Linked DNA regions of Mus musculus: all the other regions are linked to region 4. Evidence: chromatin contacts called from public Hi-C, HiCAR-type and promoter capture Hi-C data. All regions are on one chromosome and are shown on one strand. Each heading gives the region's core, a stretch centred on a gene start, on an enhancer-like site or on the middle of the called end of the contact. The rest is flanking DNA. Distances are from core to core; before and after follow the strand shown. Region 1 has its middle 4.3 kb from the start of Gm24790. Region 2 has its middle 13 kb from the start of Gm24790. Region 3 has its middle 130 kb from the start of Gm24790. Region 4 has its middle 46 kb from the start of Gm40658.

Region 1 (3,218 bases), core at 315-2,814, 410 kb before region 4:
TATAATCTGCTTTATATGTCAAATATGATAAGGAGTCCCATGAATGGTGATGATAATTCCCCAGAATGGTGCCTAACCTCAAGGTATCACTATGAAGTTGATGACAAACTCCACTAGGAGTTGTTGCAGACCTACTGAGAATGGGAAGCTCTGCAGTGTGTGTTGATCTTTGTTTTACAAGCATAATTCCCCTTCCTTTTGCACCAAGAAGAAATACCCCTGAAGAATGGACAGAGTATACTAGATTTGTGATGACATGAAAGAGAAGAAAAAAGAGAATAAACAGTGTTCAGGCAATGTGATTCTGGAGAAGAAATTGAGAACTGTCTAGGAGTTTGAAGGGAGATTTCCTTCAAAATAGGGGCAGTCAGTGGTAGAATAGTTCCTTAGTATGCAAATGGCCTTGGATTTGATAGTCTCTCATCTAGGAAACTAATTAAATATGATTCTTTTTCTTTCTTCTATCTCTCCTTTTGTTTTATGGTATGAGGGGTTTATGTCCAAGGCTTTAAGCATAATAACTGTGTACTAAGCTTTCTAATATAGAATATTTATTTTAAGTCAAAGTCATACTAAGTTGCCCAGGATAGAATTCAAACTTGTAACTTCTTTGCCTCAACTTCTTGTTGCAGGAAGTGAGTCATCATGCTGAACAAGAACTGATTCTTTGTGGATGTTCATCATGTCAAGAGAATGAGTGAAAGTAATAAAGGTGATGCTAGAAAAAAAAAAGGTCATGGGAAGAGCTGTGACACAGACCTGTAATGTACACAGACATCCTTTGTGTGGAAGACAGGAAGTTGTGGAAGACAATGATGAAGGAGGAGTTAGACAACTGAGAACAAGTTCATTCACTAGAGGACATATTTTATTGTTTTAATTCTCTGTGAAATGGAAAATTAGACCATTGTTGAATGTTGATTTTTTTTGAGAGGTAGGTAGATTGGATAAAGTGTACAATTAGTACTAATATGATAGTGTGTTGAGCAAGTGATAAATCATAGTTGCCTGGTATCATGGGCCTACTTCTAATTTACAAAAGGACACCAGCAACCTATGTGTGCAACCTTGTGTACATTTATCTGTAAATGAACAGGAAGAGAAAATATAAATGATGCTTCTCAGGTACAAATTGTCTACTTATCTTTCTGTATAAATATGCACAGAAAACATCTGTTTTTCTAAGCAAAGAGTTTGTCAGCATGTGCTACACACACTACAGTGAAGTTTGCTTGGCAGGCTGAGAGGCCTGGGAGCACTCACGAGGCAAAGAGTTTCACGGAAATACACCTCCTGGAACTTTGGTGTTCTCATAACCCATATACTCATACCCTATCCCTGCATTAGTCTAGTGTACGGATCCATGTGCTCTCTTTTAGTATTACCTCATTATAAGTGCCTTTTAAGATTGAATTCTGACATAGCTAAGCCTTTGCCAGTGTGTTCCAATGTCACAGAAAACACTTGAAACAACTGGGAATTCAGTAGGAATTCAGTGAGGTTACCTATTCAGTAACATTCAAATTTACTTCTAGTAGAGACAGTGAACCTAATTAAGCATTACAAAGAACAGAGCTAGAATAGCTCAGGGCTAGTCTGCAGAGTGTTTACTTGAGGCAGTAGCCAGTCTCACCCATACACAATGGCCTAGCTAATAGGTGGGTTTACCTTGTAAAAGTTAGGGAATCCCACTGAGACAGGGATCTTCACTACAGCCAGGTAAAGCAGGCTACATTTCATATTACAAGCAAGTTGGTGAATTCTTCTGACAAATGGAGATTCTCCACAGATACTTAAAAGTTACACTCACGCAAGAATTTATCAGGGCCTAGGAAATGGGGGTTGTGGTATTGCATTATTCATGAGAAGAGCAGAACCCCCTGGTGCTAGCTTTCACAAGGCTCAAAGGAGTAGCACTAATTGTGACTAGGGTGTGAAATCCTTACCTGTCTTTAAGCTGACCCTAGGCAGGATTGCTTTATCTTTATTGTAAACATTTACCTGGTTCCTGTAAGTCCTTTTGAAGTCATTCCTTTGTGTCAGGTAACTTCAATGTACTTTGCCTGCTGCGACTTCCTACCCCCTTTATTTTCTGTATTATATAAGACTGGTGTTCACTTTGTGACAATACATTCAGATTCTACACAATTTCGAATGTTGATCTGTCTGTCATTGGCTGACTCCTTGCCCATCTGCACCCAGAGACCCGTCCTACGCAGACAAGGGACATAAGAGGGTGTGCTGCAAGAAAGGTCATGTATGTAAGCAAGGTCATATGTTGATGCAGAATATCATTCAGTGATGCATATTAGTATAGCCATCCAGAAGGTCCCACTTCACATGGATTTCACTGTACTTCTACCCCAAAACAAGGAAGTGATTAGCTAGTTTTTCTGTCATTTCATGTACTCTTAAGCATTCTAGTTTTCCCCATAAAGAAATCTTTCTCATAAATAATTAATTTCTGTAAGTTAAATTGTTATCTATCCAGACCACAATAACCTAACCTGTACATCTTAACCAATACTAGTAATGCAGTTATAAGTAATTCTGAAGGTTTCTCTTCCAAGAAGCTCTAATTTCCTTTAAGAGCCACTAAAGTGAAATAGCTTCATTTTAACAAAATTCAACTTCACAATAGCTTCCATTCTTCATTACTGACTAAAGGTATTATTTAATCAATCAGACCTTTTTATGATGGCTTCTGCAAAGGATGGAGCCAATTAATTAGTAATATCCACAACCTTCTCTGGCTCCAGATATCACAGCAGGCCAGAAAAAGAACTCTAACATCTCCTACAACTCAAGAACACAATTATCTCCGGTGCGTTTAGTTATAAAATTGGGTAAAATAGAATTGAGTATCACATAGTCAGAGTTTGTGATGAAGTATTTTTATTTTTTATTATTAGATATTTTCTTTATTTACATTTCAGATACTGCCTCCTTTCATAGTTTCCTCTCTGAAAATCCCCTAAACCATCCCCCTCCCCCTGCTCCCCAAAGTACCCACTTTTGCCTCCTGGTCCTGGCATTCCCCTATACTGGGGCATATAATATTCACAAGACAAAGGGCCTCTACTTCCATTAATGGCTGACTAGACTATTCTCTGCTACATATGAAGCTAGAGATATGAGCTCTGGGGGTACTGGCTAGTTCATATTGTTGTTCCTCCTTCATTGATTTCAGCCCTGAGTTTGATTATTTCCTGCCATCT
Region 2 (3,070 bases), core at 284-2,783, 430 kb before region 4:
TTACCCTTCTCCAGTCGTTTTTGACTTTGGTCAATAACTCCTCAGCTTTGGGTTATTTTCCCATTTATTGAGATAGGGTTTTATTTTTCCAGTCTAGACTGGCCTTGAACTCATGCCAACCCTCTTGCCTTGGTCTCTTGATTGCTGAGATTAAAGGCATGAGTAACTGTGGCTGACATTAAAGTACAGTGATTTAAAGATTCCACAACATGTGGTTGCTACAGCCGTTTATTCTTAAGCTTTTTCTGGAAGTTGTTTTGTTTCTGTACCTAATTAAGCTTGTGGTGATCATAACAAAGACAGGTCAAGGCTAAGGATTTTATGAGGATAAGGAATAAATCCATGTGAATGACCATGATGTAATATAAGCTGCAAAGTACAAGTTACAAAAGAACTGAGATTCAATAAGTTTTTATTTTGGTGTAAATTATATGTTTCTAAGCTTCATAAAAAGAAAGGGATGCACAAAAATCAGTGTCAGAAAGCATGGGATGCAACTGGGATACTTGTATGTTGACAGAAAAGCTAAAGCTCATCACATTGAAGTTTCACTATGTCTATGTGTCTAACAGATGTGAGAGCTTATTATCTGCCCAAAGTCATGTTCAAGCAGCATTGGTTCATTGCTTATGATAGTTCATTAACTTTGCTTCGGGTTCCAGTATCAAAACAATATGTTTCCATTGTAAACACAAAGCATATATGAACTGTTATATATAAGAATCAGGGAACATAACCCAATTTGGGAGAACACGTTTTAATTCCAACTAAATAAGCCTCAATTTCCTAAGGATGGGATAAAATAGTCAGACACAAAAGCACCCATTACCCTGAGATGGGGTTCTCTACTAAGAGAGAGTATAAAGATGACAGATACTGTCTTGTGTCATGTGTCAGGTCAGGAACTGCACAGGTTTGGAAATGTACGATCAAAATGTAAGCTTCTGTCTTATAAATAGTTATAATCCAGTTACACTATCCCCACATGACAAAAGTAAATGATGTTTAAACTAAAATGAAAACAGTCTTAGCCATTAGCTTTATTTAACAGAATGGCCAGTGGAGTTTATTTCCTTCTCTCTAGTCTTCTGAATTCCTTGATTGGATACGCAATAGTTATCAATCAGGGATTACCAGGAGCCAGTCATAAGACACAGAAGTTACCAGAATCATAGAATCAGAGACATTGACAGAATCGGAATTTTATTAGCTTTATAAAGTTGATTAATTAATTTCATAGGTTTTGCTCATTTTTTTGTTTTTTGTTTTTGGTGTATTTTAGGTTTTGTTTTATGTAAACTAATTAGTTTTCAAAATAAAGCTACTTTTTGGTAAAATGTGTTATATTTTTGTTGGATGTGTTTTGTATTAAAAAAAACACTCATTAAAACTAAAATCTACAGATTTAACTCTTTTGGCTTAGGGAAGAGATGCAGTCACTGAAAATGAGAAAGGCTGTTCCAGCATTCTGTACATTAGTGTGGTCTGTTAAATTGAAAACATCTGTGCAAAAGAAATGGCTCTTTAATTAGAAAAATGTGTCCAGCATACCAAGTGAAGCTCAGCTACTGATATTCAGTGTTTGGTAATGCCCTTAGCCTTTCGGTTTAAGCTTTGTTTACAGCTGATGGAAGGTACCTCTCTATAAACCCTACTAGCTATTCTCTTAGTCCAGAACAATTGTCTCCCCATTTCCCATGGGCCTGAAAAGTAACTTTGGCTTAGTCAGTCCTATTGTTTCTGCTTTTAACTGAACAGCTTTTTGAGGTAATTGTAGCTTGACATGAAATTGTAAGAGGTATTATTTATTGTTAATGCTATGCAAAATGATGGTACACTATTACAATCAAGATACCTATACTGATACAACCCACCTATCTTTCCCATGGCATCTAGATTTTGCTTTGTGTGCATTTGTGTGTTTATACATGTATGTAATTTTACATGTTTAAGTTTTTACACCAATCATCATAGACCAGATAAAAAAGTAGCTCAGTCAAAGCAACTCATAAATTGGCTTATCTGAATGGTTCTGTTGAAATTTAGAGCTGGTACTCCTGATGCCATATCAAGAGTCTTAAAATAAGTAAGCCATAAGGTCTTGAGACCAACTTAAGTATTATAATGTGTTGCAGCCGCCAGCAGCTCGCAATGTGAACGGTTCGACTGAGAAGGCCGCTCGAGCTGTAAGAGAGGAATCTAGACGGGGCGGAAGAAAAAACGGAGCTAAGACAATTTCATTCTGATCAAAGCTCAAATTTTATTGTTGCGACACTAGTTATGAAGGAAGGGGGAGGGGACCCGATTCCCGCCGAATAATCTCTGGTCCAGTAGAAAGGTGCACGTGTGTGGCTCCTCAGGTTCCAGCAGTGGGCGTGGCAGAACGAATGAGCAGGAAGCTCCACCCCGAGCAAGCAGGTTTCAGGCTAGGGGAGGGGAGACTACATCTCCTCCCTTTTATTAACAAAATTAAAAAAAAGAAAAAGCTGGCCTGAGGGGGGAAAATTATCTATGCTCAATAGTTCTGCCTGGAATCTAGGGCTAAAGAGAAAACTTGCTTCACTGGGATTCTTTAACTTTTCTTATGGTAAACTGTATCTGGCTTAAGACTGTCCTTTCTAGTAAACAACTAACTGAAAGGCCTGGAGCTGCAGACTCTGACTTTATAATGCTAATTAGTACTTGGTAGGTAACTTTTTAGTTGAATTTTAAGTAGGGCGTTGGAACTCTGGCTAAGTTTGACTGAACGATGTGAAAATAACACTAAGTTGATATTCTTCCGCATTTTTGGAAGATAGGTGGGAAACAGGGAGAAGGCGTTCGACCGGCTCTTTTATTTGGGTGGGAGGCAGTGAAGGGCTTGCCCTTTCAATAGTACGTCTCCAATCTCTCTCCCCCCCTATTAATTAAGTTAAATAAGGCAACGCTTAACTGAGGTGATCAAATGATTTTCTCATCCGTAGATGAGTGGGCTTTTAACCTTGGCTTGGGTGGACATGGACCCGATTCCTCCCGTGGGTAAAACCCACACATGTGGCTCTCGGTACCTTTTGGGGAGGCGAGGTAGAGC
Region 3 (3,363 bases), core at 655-3,154, 290 kb before region 4:
TTCTTTGTTTAAGAGGGATTGAACGAATTCTAAGAACCAGAGGTGGTGGAAATCTGTAAGGAAATGACACTTGTCAGACACAGCAGGGCAGATGCAAGTATAAATTCACACTTTGTGACTATGAGAGTATGCATAAGCCATGCACAAGCTGAAGTCACAAAAATTCCAAGAATACAGGAGAGGAAGTGGGAACAAGTTCCACTCCCTAACCAAGAAGATATTAACAAATGATAGTTTCTGGGACAGGGAAAAACCAATTCTCTTCAATGGAGTGACTGATTATATTAACATGAAGTTGGATGAGAAGATGGCAAGGATGAAGGATGGGTCAGAGCAGGAGAAACAAGAATGTCATAAAATACACCTTAAAAATTCTCAAAACATAAAATATAAAGCAGTCAATGTTGTGAGTATAATAGAGCCTTTAAAATACTGAAGAATTAAATAAGAAAAGTCCATGGAGAATTTGATGCAAGTGGTGAACCAGGGTTTTTCTAGAGCTTTTTTCTTGGACATCTTTATTGACTCATTGGAAATCATGATTAGAATGGAGAATGATCTGAAGTATCCTTTAAAGGAGAAATGAAGCATACTCGGGATGATGATAAGGTTAGCAGCAGAGCTTCCAAATTAAAATGTCCTAACTTAGAAGTCCTCCATAGGCCCACATAGAAAAATTTGAAAATAAATGTGACCCCACAATGCTTCAGTTACCTGATCTCCAAAGTGAGGATAATATCATAACTTCCTCAGAGGGCTACATGGAAAACACAGTGAACCAGTTGCTTTGAAACATCACTGTGAGACAACACATGCTTACTGAATGGTCACTATTGTTATTATTCTGAATGATGCCTTGTTCTTTCCTAGGCTGGTTCATACTAGTTCTTCCAAGATAAGACAAACCGATGCAACCCATGATAACACCACTTCTTAAAATGAGATGCAGTTTCTCCTAACAGAAGCTTAAATGATCCAAACACGTCCTCAAACACATAAGGAGTCACTTTATATCAAATGGATTCCTCATATGCTTCTCTGAAATCATCTGCTGTGAAGACAAGAAAGATAAAGAGGAGATCAACATCTGGGCCACTCCGCCTGGGGAACGATGACACATGTGCACGAAGATTAATTTATTTCTTGATTTGAGAAAAGATCCATCTCTGGAAACCAGGTTTTATTTGAGTAATTAATATTTTGAAAGTGTCTTAATACTTGTAGTACTTCTACATTTTTTTTTCAATTTGTTCCTGGAATATTTTCTCAGTGCTCAGGGTTAATATCTCTAAAATGTAGTCTTGAATCTTGGTTGATAGAAGCTTTTCCTAAGCTTAAACATAGTAGATAATCTCATATAAGTTTCTATAAAACTATGTGTGAGAATCTGAGTAATTGAAGGTTTTCTAATGAAGGATGGATGTGCAAGGAAGTCTGGAGTAGGGAACTGCTTGTGGCAAGACATAAAAGTTTGTTCTTTGTCCAGACTTTGTGGATATGCTGTATTGACATTGGTATGTAGATATAATGAGACCATATGAGCAAACCACACTCCACAGACATGTGACTGTTGGCTCTCTTACATGCCTGGACTTGAATAAAACAAATATCTGTGTAACTTTCAAAGTAAAAGTGCACTTCATCTTTTGATCAAGATCCTTGAGTTTGCTGAAGCCAAGCCACCTGCCGAGAGAAACTAGCTTAGCTAAAATTTACTTGAAACCAGAGCAGATCCATGCTGGTATCTCCCAGTAAGTAAGCAGTCTTATCAGGCAACATCTGCTTCCCGTTTTCATTCTTTCACAGGACTGTTTACCAGATTTTTCATTGAGAGTCTTCCTTGTGCAGCATTATTCACTTCATTTTTGCTCATTCATAAGATTTTTTTTACATCTCCCAGCTGCAACTATTTTAAGTGAATTTCTGAGGACTTATAATTGAACGTGACTCATTTGCCAGAAGCAGAGCCACAGTGCAAAAACTGAAGCAATCTCAGTCCTTTGAAAGCACAGGAAATTTTTGATATGAGATTAATTGGTGAAGTGTCTGAACTAGTCTTCTCTACTTCCACTGTGACATGCAACGGACATGAAAATTTTAAATGTATAAATTAGCCAGAAATGATTAATCCACACAACCACCCCCATATCAAGAATTTTTCAGTATGAAAAAAAAATAATCTAGACAAAGTAAACTCATCAGCTTCTTACAACACAAAATCAAATTGCTATTGGCAAGTGTTCCCATGGCAACTGCCTCTTTAAGCAAACTTCTCTACAAAATATACAGCTGTTATCTTATTTCGTTGCTAAGCTCCCTTGACAAAGTCACAGCATAATAAATACTCACATTCATGTTATTAAAGGGGATAAATGTCCCCTGGGATTGTATGGCTTACCTGTTAAATGAAAACTTAGAAATTGAGCCCCACCCAATCCCCCCTCCTTCCTTCTCTCTTCCTCTCTTACTTTCTCTGCATTGAAACTGTACCATGATATGAAGGATTCATTCAAGTCTTTCATGTATATTACTGATAATCTCTAAATATAACTTCGTTGTTATTTCCAGCAATCAACTATAAGCAATTATATCATATTCCATATGTAAACATTGAATGGAATGAGTAAATAGTTTGCTATAATACATTCTTTCAATACAGAACACACACTCTGTATCAATTAAATCTTTTGTTTTAGGATAACCATGACTGGACCTGGCTTTGATACCACTTAATTCTGTGCTTGCTGGAAACCTCTCTCTACATAAGGTGCCAAGAGGAGCACTGACTCACTTTGATAGTGAAGACACAGTTTTCATGGAGAAGACACGATTTTAAGTATTATAGGCCCAACCGTAGCAAATTTTACTATCAAATTTTGCTGAATATAAACCAGGAGAAAAAAATAGGTCAAGATAAAATCCTGTGAGATTCCAATAAAATATTTACAGAAATATTCCATTCATTCAGCAGAGTAAAGGTAGGAAAGAAAGCCCCACTAGACACAGAAAAGCAGAAAAGAATCAACAGAAATAACACTCATCCCCCAAATAATAAGGTTGGGTTCAGTTCACCATTAAACTCTGACATTTTCTACTGCTTTTTGGTAAAATAGTGATTTTTCCCCCCAGTATAATTTCCCTGTATTTGACAAGAAACCTAGTTATCAGTGACCTTTAAAACTGCCATGGCTCTCAAAAAGATTCATTTTGACAATGTTCGAATATAATGTTTGTAAACGTGTGTCAAAAACAGCCGATTCTTCTGGTTTTTCATAGAAGCAAAGTGTAAGGAGAACCTCGGGTGTGATGCATGACCTGTGTCAAGAGGTGGCTGTCACTTCCAGCTGAGCCATTTTAATTCTA
Region 4 (3,411 bases), core at 525-3,024:
TTAATGACATAAGAAAATAAATGATTTAATAAGCAAAAGTCATATTAAAGCCACCAAGGTACGTTTTCTCATTCAAAACAAGAATTAGGCTATTTTATTCCTGATGAAATGATAGTATGTGACCAAAACAGTCAAAGACAAAGGAAGGGCAAAGTTCCTTTTAATTAACTGAAGTTGTCTTTCAGATATAAATGCATACAGAAAGCCACTCTATGATGTATGTATTAATGATGATACAAGTGGTTGCATTTAAAACCCATAATCTGAGGATTGCCCTCTCTGGCTCTGTGAATACTGAAATATTATTTCTACAATTGGGTTCAATGCCCAACATACGTTAAATGGTGCAAGGTGGTATCATGTCTCTAATCCTCACAAAAGAGAAATAGCACATAGAGGATTAAAAGGTGAAGACCAACCTCAATAGGCCAGCCTGGATGGCATGAGATCCTTTCTAGGCAAAGTAAACATACAGTACTAGTTACTGTAACACCTTCTTCCAATACTTGCTATTTTTTTTCCTTCAACTTTCTGAAAAGCTACTGTTCTTGAGAAGGAACAAGAAAGAGCTGTATATGCAGGTTCATAATGCTGGCTCCATTAACCACTCTACTCTATAAGCACAATGAAGTTAGACTTTCTCCAAAGCACCCCTTTGGCTTCTTGGGGTGTATATGGCCCCCGAGGGCTTTGTTTTAGTTCTGGTCTTGTGACTCACAGGTTCAACATGACATTCTCCTTATTCTGCTCCTGTCTTTGCTGTTTACAGAACAGCAATGAACACCTCTCCTGTTCCCAGCCTGAGTTAGCTCCAAGAATCTCATACTCTTCTTTATCTGTTCTTGGCTGACACATGGATTATCTCTTGTGTCAGCTGCAGTTGCCAGTGTGCCTTGGCAATGTGAACTAAGCTGAATTCATATGACTCTGAGAATAGAGTTGGCTTGAACTCCCTATTACCAAGGTTGCATCACAATCCAGTATATTCATACGCCTGAATGATCTGAGCACTGTTGAAGAATCAAATCCCATTTCCTTGTAATATACTGGCCTTCTATCCAGTCTCCACTTCTATCTATAAAACCACGTGTAGAAACACATGTTCACATAAACGTATATTGGTTTTGATTAAATGTTTATTCAACCGCCACCGTGTCTTATAGCTACCTATCATTCAGAAAAGAAAATGATTTCACAATTGTAAAGTGCTACCTGGTAGGTTGTCTCTATGCCTTTTCTTCAATGTTCCTTAATTTGTCACAGAAGAGTTTTGACTGAAAACTTTAAAATGTTTATTTAATTTTAAAAGCAGTCTAAATAAAACCATTTTGAATAATTTAAAGCATGTTTGGCATAAGAATGACACAAATAGGCATTAAAAAAAAATAACCCTCAGGCACCTGCATATGACCTCAACTATGCTATTTTTCCCTCCTTGCATTTATGACTTCTATCAGCATTTCCCAGATTTTCCTCTTCCTGTAAACATGAGCTGCCAGACCATTTAAGGAAGTTAACTCAGAGCTGACTCTCCCAGGATCCTTGTTTTCAGAAGAAAAAGGCAAATCCTTTGCCCTAGTTGCCCCTGCCCCCACTCCACTCCACCCCACTCCACCCCACCCCACCCCGCATACCAAATCCAAATAGCTCTTGGGACAGGACAAACCCACTGTAAGAAGTAAACACTTAACAGGAAGTCTCACATAGCAACAGTCTCCAGGCACTAGAGGCATGAGTCATGCTGAGCACGCGGACCACAGCGCCTCTCCAGGGTTTACCAAGCTCTGACTCAAGAGTGGAGTCCAATTACAGAGACATTTCACAGGGCTCAGCACACTGGTGATGTCAGCTGATCCAGTTACAGTTGGGGGATCAGCAGGATTCAAACAAGAGGAGTGTTCATTCAGAGTTCCAGTCAGAGATTCCAGAGGCCCTGCCAAGTAAATGGAGGTTGCAATGAAAAAGCCACCTATAATAGAAAGTACTGGAAGTCCCGCTTAGCTGTTGCCTCAGGAGCAAACGGATCCCTGTCATTATGCGATTTGTCACTTCAGGGTAGTGTAGGGAACACCAGACTAGGTTTCACTGACTTCTTGGCTTTCTTGACATCTATGTGTTAAAAGATCTGCTGGAGGAAAGGGTCTATTTTTACTCATCATTGCTTCTCCATCTGTTTGCTATTTTCTATAAACAGAGATTAGCGTCCTGCGCGTGAGCCTATTTTAATCAGCGAACTAGCAGAGCCAAAGAGTAACAGGACGATATGAACATTCTGTTTCACAACAGAGCTTGCAATTCCTGAAGGACCTTCAAGCTATTCAAAAGAGGACAGCTTTAAAAACAATAACCGTGAAGGAGCATTACATCAACTTTAATGAATACATTTAATGAGTAATACATATATATCAAGCACAAATATATATATATATATATATATATATATATATATATATATGTGTGTGTGTGTGTGTGTGTGTGTGTGTGTGTGTGTGTGTATGTGTATACACATGCACAGACACACACACATATACACACACACAATCTTAGGAAAAATATTCTCAAAAAATTCTTACCATACTTTTTTGTTCTGTTCTCTTTCTATATGCTTTAAGAGCAATTTATGAATAAAAGCCCACAATAATACTGTGCTGAACACAGACTGATCTCACATTCTTAAATAAAGATACTTGTGTTATGTGTTCTTAAGATGTCCATACAAAAACCCAGAAGAAAAGGTATCTCAAAGTAGAAGGATTGCTGAAAGGGAAATACAAAGTCTTGTGGAAAGTACATAAAAATTGCTGAAATGTAACAACTGGCACTGTGGGTAAAGTGAAGTGACTTTTGCAGAAACATCTTCACCACCACACACATGAGTGAGCATCTAGAACCCTGCTAAATCATCATCTTTCTAATGGATGAGTGTGTAATGTGTAACTGGTGGGTTTTGTTAAGAACATAAGAAACGAATGTTGTTCTCTCTTGCGTAAGTGATGTCCTGTGTCTAGAAATGTCAGTGTTTAGCCTTAAGTGCTAAAGCTCTGTTTCTTTTTTTTATAATTAGGTATTTTCCTCGTTTACATTTTCAATGCTATCCCAAAGGTCCCCCATACCCACCCCCCCAATCCCCTACCCACCCACTCCCCCTTTTTGGCCCTGGCGTTCCCCTGTACTGGGGCATATAAAGTTTGCAAGTCCAATGGGCCTCTATTTGCAGTGGTGGCCGACTAGGCCATCTTTTGATACATATGCAGCTAAAGACAAGAGCTCCCGGGTACTGGTTAGTTCATATTGTTGTTCCACCTATAGGGTTGCAGTTCCCTTTAGCTCCTTGGGTAATTTCTCTAGCTCCTCCATTGGGGGCCGTGGGACCCATCCAATAGCTGACTGTGATCATCCACTTCTGTGTTT

Evidence for each region. Promoter capture Hi-C pulls out the DNA fragments that hold promoters and counts their contacts. A called contact is a pair of places that touch in the nucleus more often than the background predicts. HiCAR-type assays count read pairs that join an accessible place to other places.
Region 1: a HiCAR-type map of embryonic stem cells shows a contact between it and region 4, with 5 times the contacts expected there. The contact joins two enhancer-like sites. A contact is called at or near these places in 4 of 39 promoter capture datasets (cranial neural crest, frontonasal cranial neural crest, maxillary cranial neural crest and 1 more) and 2 of 115 datasets of contacts at active chromatin or transcription factors (both in embryonic stem cells).
Region 2: a promoter capture Hi-C map of the 3T3-L1 cell line shows a contact between it and region 4, with 5 times the contacts expected there. The contact joins two enhancer-like sites. A contact is called at or near these places in 6 of 39 promoter capture datasets (the 3T3-L1 cell line, cranial neural crest, frontonasal cranial neural crest and 2 more), 3 of 484 Hi-C or Micro-C datasets (the 3T3-L1 cell line, embryonic fibroblasts and granulosa cells) and 1 of 115 datasets of contacts at active chromatin or transcription factors (embryonic fibroblasts).
Region 3: a contact with region 4 is called in a Hi-C map of the 3T3-L1 cell line, with 2.7 times the contacts expected there. The contact joins two enhancer-like sites. A contact is called at or near these places in 3 of 484 Hi-C or Micro-C datasets (the 3T3-L1 cell line and embryonic fibroblasts) and 1 of 115 datasets of contacts at active chromatin or transcription factors (embryonic fibroblasts).

Annotation. Positions count from the first base shown.
Region 1 is chr13:5,184,062-5,187,279 of GRCm38.p6, reverse strand. No RefSeq gene overlaps it. Among named protein-coding and RNA genes, the nearest start is that of Gm24790, 4.3 kb to the left of the region's middle. Within about 2 kb of position 1,564, at least 10 of the 459 cell types and tissues checked have an H3K27ac peak or open chromatin away from gene starts, as enhancers often do. A contact at or near this core is called in embryonic stem cells, where this site is marked.
Region 2 is chr13:5,201,399-5,204,468 of GRCm38.p6, reverse strand. No RefSeq gene overlaps it. Among named protein-coding and RNA genes, the nearest start is that of Gm24790, 13 kb to the right of the region's middle. Within about 2 kb of position 1,533, at least 16 of the 459 cell types and tissues checked have an H3K27ac peak or open chromatin away from gene starts, as enhancers often do.
Region 3 is chr13:5,058,967-5,062,329 of GRCm38.p6, reverse strand. No RefSeq gene overlaps it. Among named protein-coding and RNA genes, the nearest start is that of Gm24790, 130 kb to the left of the region's middle. Within about 2 kb of position 1,904, at least 16 of the 459 cell types and tissues checked have an H3K27ac peak or open chromatin away from gene starts, as enhancers often do.
Region 4 is chr13:4,769,989-4,773,399 of GRCm38.p6, reverse strand. No RefSeq gene overlaps it. Among named protein-coding and RNA genes, the nearest start is that of Gm40658, 46 kb to the right of the region's middle. Within about 2 kb of position 1,774, at least 305 of the 459 cell types and tissues checked have an H3K27ac peak or open chromatin away from gene starts, as enhancers often do. A contact at or near this core is called in embryonic stem cells, where this site is marked.